3 separate regions of the Mus musculus genome follow, and regions 1 and 3 are each linked to region 2. Evidence: chromatin contacts called from public HiChIP or PLAC-seq data. All regions are on one chromosome and are shown on one strand. Each heading gives the region's core, a stretch centred on a gene start, on an enhancer-like site or on the middle of the called end of the contact. The rest is flanking DNA. Distances are from core to core; before and after follow the strand shown.

Evidence for each region. HiChIP or PLAC-seq counts read pairs in DNA pulled down with a chosen protein or histone mark.
Region 1: a contact with region 2 is called in an H3K4me3 HiChIP or PLAC-seq map of stem cell-derived neural progenitor cells, with 5 times the contacts expected there. The contact joins the enhancer-like site here to the promoter of Pdss1 in region 2. A contact is called at or near these places in 4 of 39 promoter capture datasets (cranial neural crest, hippocampal neurons, liver and 1 more) and 3 of 115 datasets of contacts at active chromatin or transcription factors (embryonic stem cells, extraembryonic endoderm stem cells and stem cell-derived neural progenitor cells).
Region 3: a contact with region 2 is called in a FOXA1 HiChIP or PLAC-seq map of pancreatic cancer cells. The contact joins the enhancer-like site here to the promoter of Pdss1 in region 2. A contact is called at or near these places in 2 of 39 promoter capture datasets (cranial neural crest and liver) and 4 of 115 datasets of contacts at active chromatin or transcription factors (embryonic stem cells, extraembryonic endoderm stem cells, pancreatic cancer cells and 1 more).

The regions. Positions count from the first base shown.
Region 1 is chr2:20,920,909-20,923,608 of GRCm38.p6, reverse strand. The region is part of intron 1 of Arhgap21 (Rho GTPase activating protein 21); the gene reads left to right. Among named protein-coding and RNA genes, the nearest start is that of Arhgap21, 45 kb to the left of the region's middle. Within about 2 kb of position 1,273, at least 28 of the 459 cell types and tissues checked have an H3K27ac peak or open chromatin away from gene starts, as enhancers often do. A contact at or near this core is called in stem cell-derived neural progenitor cells, where this site is marked.
Region 2 is chr2:22,894,110-22,896,809 of GRCm38.p6, reverse strand. It overlaps Pdss1 (prenyl (solanesyl) diphosphate synthase, subunit 1), which reads right to left and starts at 1,288. Exons shown (of 11, transcript NM_019501.3): 1 at 1,048-1,288. The coding sequence starts at 1,179.
Region 3 is chr2:20,942,040-20,944,749 of GRCm38.p6, reverse strand. The region is part of intron 1 of Arhgap21 (Rho GTPase activating protein 21); the gene reads left to right. Among named protein-coding and RNA genes, the nearest start is that of Arhgap21, 24 kb to the left of the region's middle. Within about 2 kb of position 1,324, at least 128 of the 459 cell types and tissues checked have an H3K27ac peak or open chromatin away from gene starts, as enhancers often do. A contact at or near this core is called in embryonic stem cells, extraembryonic endoderm stem cells, pancreatic cancer cells and 1 more, where this site is marked.

The sequences.
Region 1 (2,700 bases), core at 24-2,523, 2.0 Mb after region 2:
TGGACTAGAGATATCAACAGAACAGCATCACTCCAGTTGAAGGTTGCAGCGGTAAAGTTAACAATTCAAAGACAGAAAAAGAAAACCACAGTTTTGTGTTTCCTCAGTAAGTAAAATCACCAAAAGAAGGTCTGGCTCTTCAAACAGACTCGTTAAGCCATTGTTTGACCTGTGGTAAGAGTTAGAAGAGAATAAGACTTCACCAGTAGGACTGTAGATCTATCATAGAATTTCTATGAGGACCTTTGAAGACAAAAGGATGCAAAGTGCTTTTTCAAGAGTGCATTCTGGAATGTGCAACAGAGATGACCTGATAAGTGCATAAGGAGACATACCTATACTTATTATGTAATGAGCACTCTGTCTTGTTATAGCCTCTTGTAAGAGCCTATCTCCCCCTTTCCTCCTGCCTCTCCTTCTCTCCCACCCTGTCATTGATCCCAGAGCCTTCCATGTTCCAGGCAAAAAACCTTAAGCAGTCACCATAGTGATTTACACACAAAAATCTTCAGCCACCATGAGTGTGCATTGCAGTAATTGGTGGCAAGTTTACCTGTGTAAAATGTTTCTCACAATCCTTTAGAACTTTCCCACTATTCTGATCATGCTGGTGTTTCAATGCTCTTTTTTAAAAAAGATTGCTTTTCTTGATTTATGCTCCAGTGGTTCACCCACCCTTACACTGGTATCTCACCTGCTTTACTTTGCTTTCTCTAGTTATTGTATCCAATTTTTAGAGCGATTTGCTACCCTTTCCCTTGGTTTCTTTTAACTTTGAGCTATTGTTCAATCAAATGACCTTGTTATAAAATTTTTTGAGGGAATGGAGTGGCAGCCCTTAGGCCACAGGAATTTAATCTGTTATCCAGCAGCTGCCTTCCTTCCTTCACTAAGAAGTAAATGGGTGCTCTTGGCTGGGAAGTGAGATGTGCTGGGGAGCCTTGTAACTTGAGGGAGGGAGGGATCTGTGAGTGCTGTCTTCTTCACTCAAGGCCCACAGTTGGTCCTTGTTACTAAATCAGAAGATCAAAGGCTCTGTGGGTATGTGCAAGTGAGAGCAGGACTCCTGTATGTTTCTTTTATCCCCTCTTTGTAAACAGGCCAATGAAAATGTAACCTTCCCTTCTTTCCTACAGGGGAAAGGTCAGAGACTAGAAGGGCTTGGATGTCTTCTGGGTGGATGGAAAAATTGAAAGGACTGAGTTATGTGCTCTGAAAAAAAATCAGCTCGTGGAGGACCAAAGTATCTTTTCTTTTGTGTAAAGAGTGGTGAAGAAGCTGTAACAGGACCAGAATCTTAAGAGGATGGAGCCATGATCCAGGAGAGGTTCCTGTGTGATTGAAAACATGAATATATCTGGGAGTATGAGTCTATCAAAAGAATAATCTAGACTTGAATTTAATGTACAATTCGGTTTTTAAGTGTTAAAATTAGAGTCCTAAAGGAAAGTGAAATCTTAAAAGATGCTAGGCAATACCTAAGGCTATACACACAGATTACAAGATAGAAAAGGTGAGAGACACACAGAACTTCCCCTAGCCTTGGAGTTGGGAGACCTTTGGTTTTGAAAGTTTCCTGAGCTATGGGCTTGCTGTGTATCCCAGGATGGCTTCATACTGTCTTCCTGCATCAGCCTCCTCTCCCACCTCGAGTACTGGGATTTTGTTCAGATTATAGCTGTCCACTCTCAGGGATAAATCATTTTAGAGTTGGCCTCCGCATGCTTGTGTGTAACATGAAAAGAGTTCACTTACAGTAAAACTCAGAGGGTCTTTTGTTGGTGAAAATCATTTAACAGGGCAACTAAATACGCTAAGGAGGTGCTCTTTATCATTAGCCATTAGAGATGCAAATTAGCATCACAAGAGCCTATTGCTCATGCACCTGCAGTGCCACACTGACATGACAGTGGGAACAGTGTTTAATGACACTTTCTGTTCCTTTCTCTGAAAATGTCCTGTAATACAGCATCTTCTCCAATTCTATTTTCAGTTTTATTTTTCTTGATATTCTTAAATCACACTGTTTTGACATGCTTATGTGTCAACTGCAGTCAGGAAAGGACATCAAAGCAAATAAGAACTCTGGAAAAAAATGTGGTCAGAGATTAGCAGAAGAAGGAGCCAGATCTTAGATGACCAGCTAAGCCTTTCTCCCCTTGTTTTTAGTGTTTTGAGTGAAAAATTCTGAAGTCACTTGTGGAGACTTTGTATATTAGAAACTGGTAGTTAGTCTTCCTTTCTTGGGCTTGGGTTTTTTAGAGGGCTGGGGAACCTGGAAGTGTAACTAGGAGGTAACTGTGCTAGTTAAACTCTTGAACTGAAGAGCAATGGACAAGACTGAGAATCACAGTTGCCAAACTGCAAAGCTGATAAGCACATTCCCAAACTGGCCATTGGATCTGCACCATCACCCTTACAAATCTGCAAAGGGAGCTGGGGCTGCTGCTCAGTCATTGCCTCGTGTTTCTCTCCCTCTCTTAACCTGGAAAGTGAAATGCCAAGGCAGAGTCTGTAGAATCTTGTATTCTTTTTGTTGTTGTTGTTTGTTTGTTTTTTGAGAGAGGGTTTCTCTGTATAGCCCTGGCTGTCCTGGAACTCACTCTGTAGAACAGGCTGGTCTCGAACTCAGAAATCTGCCTGCCTCTGCCTCCCAAGTACTGGGATTAAAGGTGTGCACCACCACTGCCAGGCTTGCCC
Region 2 (2,700 bases), core at 39-2,538:
GATAAAACCCCAAACCCTCTAAAGTCTAGCTTGCAGTATCAAAATGGATCCCTACAAAGCCTATCTTCCTCTAAGATTCTTCCTACATGCTCTCTTTCTCTTATTTGTTATTCTTTCTATTTAGAGCAGCTTGCATTTTCTCTCCAAATTCTTTTTTGGATAATCCGTTTTATGCATCTTGTTTAGTACAAGCCACATATTTATAAATGTTACACATCTCCTCCTAGTATAGAGTTTGATAAGTACACTGACATATGAAATGTACCAAATAGTACTAAAATTTAAGAGGTGGGTGATTATTTTTAAAATGAAAGATGAATTACTTATACAATTACTCGGTGGCCGGAAAGGTCTCCAAAACCCAAAGTGAAAAAAACACTAACTTCAAAAGTCAGTCTGCAGATACTGCCAGGTAAAGCACGGCACGGACTGACCCAACTCACACAGAAGCGAGAGTCATTTACAGGGCTAAAAACCAAAAGAAAATGAATTTGTAATCAAACGCAGTAGGAGACAGTTTTAAGAATCCGCAATTACTAATTAGATAATGATTTTACTTCAAAGAAGTCATAGGTCTCTCATGACACCCTTCGGCTCTTCTCCTTCTAGTGTCCTTCCAGCGCCTTTCAGGCGTGCGTTCTCTTGTAAGCACCTGCAGCACTGAAGTCCACCCTGGCTAGCATCACTTTGCGTCGCTACAACACCCTTTCCGAATTTTGAGGCTAACTGGATCCGAAACCCGAAATTGCTAGGAAAGTGAAAGCAGAGGTCCCTTTGGCTCTGGTTGTCCTCTCGACACACCCGGGTAGCCCCGGCTTAACAGGGCTGCGCTCCGCCGCTCCCTCTACCTCAACCCCAATGTCTTCTGGATGCCCGATCAGCAGCTCCGCACTTCTGGCCCCGCGACTAGTCCCACTTCCCGGGTGTCCCACCCAGTGGGGACTGCAGGCCCCGGCGCACGTGCGCATCCTCCCATTCATTGGATCGCCGGCTGTCATTGGCATGGTGACCTCTACGCCGCGGACAGCGCGCGCGTCCCGGCCTCACCTGCGCGCGGGTGTCCGAGGCGGCACGTGTTCCGAGAGGCTCCACACAGCCAGGTCGTTCCCGCCGCGGGCTCCCGACCGCGGTCGGCCTCCAGGAGCAGCCACGCCGCCAGCACGACCAGCGCATAGCCATGGTTCAAGTCTGAAAGTCGCGGCGGGCCGTAGCTCCGCCTCTGCCCCAAGCCCAAACCCGGAGCCGGAAGCTGGGCACCGGAAGCGCGAAGCCGCACCCTGTTCCCCACCCGGTCGCCTGTCCTCTTCAACCCTCCTCGGAGCCACTGGCTCTAGTCGGGAGCCGCGTCCGCTTTTATCCAGAAATGTGCGTCCGAACTGTTGTCCTACGCGGGACAAAGCGTGCAGAAATCTGGTTCCGGTACCTGCTAACCCTGAGGCCATTGTTTTCGCAATGCCAAGCTCCGAGTGGACGTGCCAACTTCCTCTAATTAGTCTACGCTGTGGGTTATTGTGTAACAGAAGCTAAGTTGACCTTATCTCTTAGCTTTTGGACTCTATCCTGAAAGCCTTAGAGATGTATACATGCATAGTTTAGCGGTTTTGTTCATGTCTGGATATGGGAGACCAACCCTTGGATGTAATGAACTACGCAAAATTAATTTTTTTTCGTTATCTTATCTCGCCGTGTAGACCAGATTGGCTTTGTATAGACCAGATTGGGTTCAAATTGACCATCCTGCCTCAGCCTATTGCTGCTGAGATTACCGACCTGCGTCCCCATTTCCAACTCTATTTGCTAATGCATACAGTGCAGCTCAGGATGCTCAAGAAAATGTTTTTATTGTCGTTGTTTCATTTGTTCATTTTGCCTGTCGCATGTCGGATTTATTCCGAAGTTGAAACAGCATTTTTATAACACTTTCATCAAATGATTATACATGCTCGTAATAATCTTACGCCATAATCTTAGGTGGAGGCAATGAGAGGCAAGCGCTGGGGAGACTGAAGAAGTTTACTGCCTTCCCATGTTGATGTTTTTTTTCCCATTCATTCATTAATTCATTTTACATCTCGACCCCCCTCTCCTCCCAGTCTCCCTCCTAGGAAGAAATAAACCAGCTGTAATTTTCTGAATCATAATTTTTTTTCTTGTTTGCAACACACTTAAAGAGGGTTAACCCTAAAGTTGAGCTCATTATTTTCTTATTAGGTTTCTATGTTAAAAATGGAGGTTATACATGTATGAAACTTGTCAAAATAAAACGTTTGCTGTTTAGGGTTTTGACTGAGTGGTTGGGTGTTTTCCTAGCATGCACAACATCCTGGGTTCCATCCCAACACCACAAATTACTTAATGAATGAGTGAATGAAATAATCAAATAGGTAGGCTTTGCCTAGATAAGTGTAGCAATAAATACTTTCATGTTCTTTTGACAATGTTATGACCTGTGGTATATTGTTATTGGTAATCTTCCTTTGCAGGTAGGGCAACAGGAATAACCCACAGGGAGAAGGATAGCAATCCACAATTCTGCTGGGCATTTTTTAATGTAAAAATTATCCAGATTAAAACAAAAGCCCTGGCTCTTAAAAAGAAGTTGTAGTGGGTTGTGGTATAAGCAAAAGAGCACGTTCCTAGTATAGTCAAGTCCCAGGTTAGACCCTCATTACCAACACAGACACAAAATCATTGAGCTGT
Region 3 (2,710 bases), core at 75-2,574, 2.0 Mb after region 2:
TCTTTTGAGTTTTTTACTTCTGAGTTGGTGTAGTTTGGGAGCAAACTTATTTGACCAAATGATTGTTTTAACCCATCTAGCTCATATCCCTTGTCTTATAGAGCTAATGGGAACATACTTTGAGGACCATATCCTGACAGAAAGCAGCGAAGGAAGTGATGTAGCCTGTATAGCCCTATGAGTAACTGGTTTAAAATACTCTTTTGTTAATCCTGTGGAGCAAGACTGCAGAGGAGTGGCAGAATGGAGGAGAGACCAACCTGGAGAAGCCAATGGGAGTCTCATTTAGGAGGAGGCCACGGAGGGAGAAAAGGACTGTGTTTTAGAGATGTCAGACTTGGTAGCTGGGTAGAGAAGGGGCTCAGGAGCTGTTTGTGTTTTGGTAACCCAGGGCTTGAATTGTGCTGTCGTTATGTAGATGAGGAGATTATTGGGGCTGGGAGAGGGAAGATAATGAGCCCTGTTTGGAGCAAGTAGTGCTAGGCATCTAGGTACCCATGCTTAGCAAGGGTTCAGTCATGCAGATTGAAGCTTGGGAGAAAGGGTTGGAGAGGGTTGGAGTCATTCATAGTCATGAGCCTGGACGATGACATCATCTAGGGAGAGCGCAAGAAAGGAGAAAGTGGGTCAAGGAGAGAATTCTAACTTAGATAAGAAGGGAAGCCAGTCTTGGGAATATTAATAAGAACGATTAGGTGTTCTGTTTTAGTCTTGTTAAACTTTTTCATGCTAAAAAGCCCATGCAGGTGTTACCTATTTTACAGATGAGTGAGTTGGAGTTCAAAGGTTAAACTGTCGGCTCCTTGTTGCACTTCTAGCAACAGCCATTGAGGAAGCTGAGCCACTCTTTTCTCACCTCCTTCCTGGCCTCTTGCTAGGCAAGGAGTTACAGACATATTATACAAAATGGAGATGTGCTACACCTAGGGTGAGAGAGATGGGAGGCTTGGAAGGCTGTTAGCCATGCGAGGGGCTGCAGAGAGATTAAGAAGGATGGGGATTCTAACCCCCTTTACACTGAGTAAAGACCAATTCCTGTGTGGGAATTGGTTTGCTGTAGGATGTTGATAGTATGGTTATTTTATTGTACCACTTTCCTAAGCTGTGCTTTTATTGACTAAGTAAATGACAGCTTATAATTCCCCCAAAGAAGAAGATAACAATTGTTAAACAACCAAAGTGATGCTAAATACAGACAAAGGCAGGCTCTGCTGCGTGATGTAACAATATCCTAGTGTTTGGGAGGGTGATGCAGCCTGGCCTCTCCTGACGATGCTCAGACAGGAAAGGGAGGGGAAGAGCCTCTGCGAGCACTTGAGCACTTGACTGCAGAGGGAGCGCTGCTTGCTGAGTCAGAGGATGAAGGCTGCGCTCTAGGCAGACATGGCCCAGTTCAGGCTGCTGGACTGCATGATAAACCACAATTGGAGTTTACTCTGCAATCTCTACTGTGCATGGAATGGCCAGGTTTGTCTGATGGATACATAGTTTTGCTTTTTAATTTAAGACTGCTGTAACTGTAGGGGAAAGAAAATGCTTGATATGAGAACATTGCCTTTTGTTACAATCATCTTTTGTTTCTTTTGAGTTAATTAGTTTTTTTAACATAGCATAGGGTAAATCTGATGATCTGAGTTACTTACTCTGCAAGACTGCAGTTAGCTGAAGTAACACAGTCATTGCTGTTTGTGGAGCATTAGGCTGTCGGGGAGGGGAAGTGGGACTGACTGACTTAATTTAAAACTAATAAATGAGAAGACGGTACAGTTGTAGAAGAAGGCCAGTTCACAGCTTTCCCAAGGAGCTTAAGATTGTGTTAATAAGATAGCACAAAGAGTTTGGAACAAACCGCCTTTGAGCAAGTTTTTTTTTTTTTAAATTTTCAATAAAATATGGTTCTGGATTTCTTCTGTGGCGGAACTGAATGAGGTTCCTTTCTGAGCGTTTCATGTTATGAGCTGGGCTTTTATGAAAACATAGTTTTGTAGTACAGAAAACTTGCTGGGCATATTTTTAAGAATAGCTGTCTGTTCTTAAGTGCTCTCTAAGAAGCGAGCCTTTCTCTGCACAACCCCAGCAGCACTGTTATCAGGCAGAGACCTCTTCAGTAAGTCGTAAATCATGCTGTACAGGCTCAGCCTAATGGCTTGGCTTTTCTAACACAGAAAGTCCAGCCACACCCCAGCCGTGTCTCAGTTCTTGCACAGGCCAGACACAAACTTCCTAGACGGAAAGACTTGATATTAGTTGCAAGCAGGATCTTAGCATCTCAGTTCTTCAGTATGCCCGATTTTTTTTTTTTTTTTTTTTGTCTAGAAAATAGTTTCATAGTTTAGCATGGACCAGAGAAATTGGAGATAGGGAAGGTCATTTAGTGTCTGTTTTTTTCCAGGTTAAGATTGATTCCTCATTGCACTTCCTATTACTCCCCCTAATGGATTTACATTACCATAAAAATATGGGTTTTACATGGCTACTCAAAGACTAAAAGAAGATAGATATTGCAATTATCTTAACATTTAAAATTCATGCTATGAGGAGCCTAGCAAAGCTGAAACCTGAGCTCTGTGTTATGTACACATGCTTTGTAACCACCACTCAGCCTATATATAGTCTTACCGGGGAACTTTCTTGTTTGAGGTCTGAACCCCAGAGGAGTGTTACCTGTGCCATAGATGCTTTGGGATGGGTTGGTGCAGCTGCGGATACT